2 separate regions of the Triticum aestivum genome follow, and region 1 is linked to region 2. Evidence: chromatin contacts called from public Hi-C data. All regions are on one chromosome and are shown on one strand. Each heading gives the region's core, a stretch centred on a gene start, on an enhancer-like site or on the middle of the called end of the contact. The rest is flanking DNA. Distances are from core to core; before and after follow the strand shown. Region 1 holds the start of LOC123122562. Region 2 holds the start of LOC123122557.

The links. Hi-C and Micro-C count contacts between places; a contact is called where the count stands out from the background.
Region 1: a contact with region 2 is called in a Hi-C map of leaf, with 10 times the contacts expected there. The contact joins the promoter of LOC123122562 here to the promoter of LOC123122557 in region 2. A contact is called at or near these places in 2 of 5 Hi-C or Micro-C datasets (both in leaf).

Annotation. Positions count from the first base shown.
Region 1 is chr5D:443,989,683-443,992,382 of IWGSC CS RefSeq v2.1, reverse strand. LOC123122562 reads right to left here and starts at 1,306. Exons shown (of 3, transcript XR_006460270.1): 1 at 519-1,306.
Region 2 is chr5D:443,784,693-443,787,392 of IWGSC CS RefSeq v2.1, reverse strand. LOC123122557 reads left to right here and starts at 1,395. Exons shown (of 3, transcript XM_044542760.1): 1 at 1,395-1,617. The coding sequence starts at 1,555.

The sequences.
Region 1 (2,700 bases), core at 57-2,556, 210 kb before region 2:
TTGAAGTTATTAGCTGTGATGTTACAAATAACAACAAAGCAAGGCATCTGAAAAAAAAATGAATAGATTGTGTAGGCAAAAACGGAAAAACAGAAAATAACTATAAACAATTCACAGACCAGGGTAACAAATACTCACTAATATGTAGAGTACTATGGATTTTTTTTTGTCACAAGGACATATGGATGTTTGACATTTCATTTTGTTGAATTTTGCAACTACTTTTCATGGCAAAAGAATAAGAATAACTAGCCATCCTGGTATAATTTTCTCTAAATGAATGACTTTGTAAACAGTGGATACAAATTGATTAATGGGGCCGGGCAGCAAATGCAGCATCGCGGTATTCCATAGAAAGCATGCAGAGAATAACAACAATCCATTCTTCCAAAATAGTTCACTAGCTTCAGCATTGAGACAGAAATTTCAACGCATCAAAACATTTCTACGCAAATAACCATTACTTCAGATACAAGGAATGATTTTCAGAAGTACGTATTTGATAATGGAACTCATACCCATGAGTTGTCACACTTCACTGAGAACCTTCAACCCCATCATGTCCAATGCTCCCATGATCGCCGACCAAAGGAGGCCAGGCCATAATATACGGATAGGCCTGGCCATCACATCTCCCCTGAAATAGCCTCTCAATCTCCATGGTATCCAATGAAAGGGAGAAGAACCAGCGGCAAGGTGAACTGTGCTTTGTCGCCATGTACACGCACCCTGCCCTAACTTCCAAAACTTCCAGGCCGGTATACATGCCCCGCAATGTCTCAGTAATCCAACCAATATCTTCAATCAAAGAGAATGTCTTGTGTGGTACCCATCTCTCGATCCCGCCGTCGTCGTCCGCTCGACGGGTCCAAACATGGAGAAGGGAGTCCAGTGCATACACAATGCAAAGCTCGCCGTCCTCAGTGTCCCCAATCTTGAAATTGTACCCTTGCACCTTCAAAGGCAGATCCACAAAGGAGAAATCCATGGTCACTGTGTCAAGCTTAACCACATATCCTTCGCCTTCATCACCGTTACTTACCAGCCAGTTGTAAGGCCAATAAATAGAAGAACCCACCAGCATGCCGCTCCTGAACCTTAGCTTCCTTTCTGCTCCGATGTCGACCCACGGGTGGACGACCCATTCCCAAGTCTCTGACGAGAAGACGGCGGCACGAACCTTAGTCACATCCCCCAAGACGCAGACCACGCCGAAGGAGGAGGGCTTCTCGTCGGAGCACAGCAGGTGGAAACCATCGAAGTTGAACTGGTCACCGCTCTCCGCAAACATATCGTCAAGCGGCATCGGGAGGAAGTCCACGGCCCAGGTAAGAGGGTTCAGGGCGGCGACCTGCGTCCAGTCGAGCAAGTTCCAGAGGAGAAGGCGGCCTTCGCGGCAGTCGGCGACCTGCCACCCCGGGGAAGAGTCGTCCTTCTGCGGGAGGGAGGTGAGGAAGAAGTCGCCGCGGGGCGGCAGCGACGGCGGGGTCGGAGCGGCGCGCGGAGACGAACGTGGGGATCTCGGTGCCGGTCGGGTCGAGGAACAGCCCGAGGAGTGGCGCCGGGTGGAGGGCGCGGAAGAGGCGGCGGAATGACGGGGAGGAGCGGACGGCGCCGAGCCACGAGCGGCGGGGTGAGCGCGGCGCGGACGAACGCCGGGAGGTCGGGGAGGCGGAGGAAGATCTCGAGAATCTCATCTTCGCCGAGGGAGGAGACGGTGGTGGTGGTGGAGGAGGCGGGGGTCGACGGCCGTTTCGCCGCCGCCGCCGCCGCCGCCAGCATTTCACTGGCCATCGCTCGAGTTTCCGCAGGATTGGGTTCTCTCTCTTTTTTTTTTTGAGGGGGTAGGATTGGGTTCTTTATGTGGGTTCTGTGATAAGCGCGCGAACGGGCTAAAGCCCATGTAATGTTGCATGCGCTGCTTTCAGCCCATCAAACGAGCCCACGTATCATCTATGTGGGTGAACCCCCTAACAAAATCTATGTGGGTGAACGTCCACCTCGCGACGCGAGGGTTTCGTCTAGGGCACTCGCCGCCGCCAGGGAATTTTTGGCCCCCTCGCCTCTTGGTGCCATCTTGGCGTTGTGAGGTGGGGGGACCTCGCATCTTCAAGAGTTCTATATTTTTCGTTATCGTCTAGTGATCATTGTTTTATGTGACAATAAATTTACTATCGTTCTTTTGGCGGTGTCATGAGATTAGAGAGCTTTCTATCATCGCAGATTCGAGTATTCGGATATGATAAGTTTATATTGGTGTGCCAAACTTTTTTTTTGTTGGTTTGATTCTTTGTGGAGGTAAATAATTTCATCGAAATCATGGCGAAGATTTTGTAATCTGACGACCTGCACTTCTAGGGAATCATGCCCAGCCCAAGTACGTTCATCGACCAAGGCTTCCCATCTTTTTGGCTTTTAAAAACCATTATTGATAATGTTCGTGAGGGTGAAAGAGTGGCAACACAGTTGCTTCAGTCCAATTGCAGCCTCTTTACCGAAGTCTTTGAAGTATTTCTTACAACAAAGAATGATACCGTGAAGAAGATGTTTCCAAGACATTTCATTGTAATTCTTAGTTATAAGAGCTACTTTTTATTTTCTTGAATCTTAGATCCAAATCAGTGTATCTGTAATTGTTATGAGTATGAATAAAATTGCTGGTGTTTCTTAAAAAGATAATCTGCATGGCCACAACAATCT
Region 2 (2,700 bases), core at 146-2,645:
CAGCTCGTGTTTAAGGACCTGTCTTCCTTCAAGTATGGACCTCCAAATATGCGATGGTCTGTTTCCTAGCTTGGCTTGCAAGAATTCACTGTTCGGGAAATAAACCACCTTTAGTATTTGAGAACTAAGTGAGTTCGGTTCTTGAATAATTCTCTAGCCCTTTTAGCTAGCAGCGCCAGATTGAACAATCCCATCTTCCTGAAACCCATGTCTCCTAAATATTTCGGCTGACACGTGTCTGTCCACTGAGATCCAAGTGTTCTTCCTCTTCCCTTCCTTTGCTCCCCATCAAAACTTCCTCAGAGATGCACTAATATGTTCACATAGACCCCCGTGGTAACTTAAAACAGCCCATCGTATACGTAGGTAGTGCTTGTGCAACTGCCTTAATGAGAACTTCTTTACCTGTTGCAGATAACAATTGCTCAATCCATCCTTGTATCCTCTTCCACAATCTATCTTTTAAATATTTGAATACTCCACTCTTAGATCTTCCCACATGAGTAGGCAATCCTAGATGCTTCTCTGATAGTGCTTCTGAGCGCACCCCCCAAAAACTTCTTTAACCTCATCTTCCAGCTCATTAGGACATTTTTTACTCTAAAAAATAAAGGACTTCTCCTAATTTACCCTTTGCCCAGATGCATTGCAGTACAGATAAAGAAAGGGATAATTGTATTTATACCCTTTAGTTGTGTCCCCCTCGTCAGGATTGTCACTAGTTTCTGAAAACACGTGGTCTTGCCCAACCCACTTTGGCGTCTTGTGCTTTTGCCCTTTGACCGATTGTTTCTTTTTTGCCACGACTTCCACGAATGTCATTCCCTCGTGAAACTTGGCAAGCACTTAAAACATTTGCCATTCTTTGCCACCAACTTTTTCTTGAATTCTTTGATGTTTTTAGATTTTACTGTTCATGGTGGTATGATAAGAGCTAAAACTCGGATGGGCACTTACCAACACTTTTGTCATGAATGCAAGTGACATTGACATACGGGTGATGTTTTTCTGAACATTTTGATATCTTATTTGCATTTTTATGATTTAGTATGAATTAGTTATGAGGTTTTCAAAGTGACGGTCAAACAGTCAAAGGGCAAAAGCACAAGACGCCAAAGTGGGTTGGGCAAGACCACGTGTTTTCGTGAACTAGGGGCAATCCCGACGAGGGGGGCACAACTAAGGGTATAAATGCAATTATCCCATAAAGAAAATCCAATATTGTTTTGAGCAAAATAAAGAAAAATCAATAAAGGAAAAAGGTTGAGGTATTCGTTCGTGGGCTTAAGATGGTATATCTGACTTTACTCTCCTTTTTTTTATCTAACTTTACTCTCCGATGTACCAAGCCCAACAATTCTGCTAAGAGAATACCAAGCCCAACAAGGACTGGCCCAGTCAGTCCAGAACTCCGAATCAGGCGACACGTCAAGCTTGCTCGAGGGAAAGCAAAACCAAAGCCGAAGTATCCATCCAATCCAACCGGGCGCACGCAGCGACGACTCGCCGGAGAAGAATCCCGTCGAGAAATCAAACTATCGGAGGAGCTTCACGATGGCGGGGGAGGGGAGGCCGGACTCGCAGCTCTTCCAGCTCCTCACCGACCTTCTGCAGGAGGTACGCACGCCCGCACGCCGTCTCGATCCGCGTCCGATCTCGATTCCTCGCCGTCCGGCCGCCCGCCCGCCGTCGATTGGAGCCTGGCTCGCCGGTTTCCCCACCGGGAGTATCGGTTTGTTCCGGTCCGAGGTTTCTTGTTTCCTGGATCTGGTGGGGATTAGAGAGGGGGAACGCGTCTGATTCTGCTTACAATCGTTGACATTGCTGTTATCTGTATCTGATATATGGCCAAAACGCCAACACCCAAGCACCTGTACTAGTTTACCTGGTTTTCACTCACAAATCATGAAAATCAGCACTGTTTGTATGTTTGTTTCATCGTGTGGTGATTTGCAAGACAGAATAGGATAGGCAGAATCATTGGTACTCCCTCCGTCTAGGTGAGTAAGTCACCTTAGGAGTAGCAGCGCGACCTAGGTGGATTTAGATTGGACGAAGAGGAGCACCGGGATGAGCTAAACTTCCAATCACGGCACCCGGACAAAGGGAAGCAAAATCAGCATTTAATCCCATGCCTTTTCAGCTCTCCATGCAGGCCCACGTACTCCCTAATCAACGAGGAGGAAAGAGAGCGCTCGTGAATGAGCCTGGGAGGGGATCGAGGAGAATTCAATGTTACACGCCTTGTGGTTTTGGGAAAATCTGGATTTCGTAATGTGACTTACTTACCTAGACAGAGGGAGTAGCTGTTTTGCATTGCTTTATCAGAAACTTAGCGAATATTATGGGTTTCCATGCCTCCGTGCATCTGCCCTACTTACTGTGTCTAGCTGTATCTGAATATTGGCAATGCAATGCATGTGATGCTTTGTCTCAATGTCTCATACCCAATCTGTATACCAGTTCATTGATGTTGTCTCTATTGATTCGGACATTTGTTATGCGAAAACTGTTAGTTTACTCTTACACCTCAGTTTCCTGAGTATATTTCTTACTTCAGACAATTCAGCCTTGTATATTTCACATGGCAGTACCGCATTTGTCTTGTGGTAATGGACTCTTGAGTATAATTACCTTGGTGTGTCCGTGCATCTACCCTACTTACTGTCTCTAGCTGTATCTGAATATTGGCAATGCAAT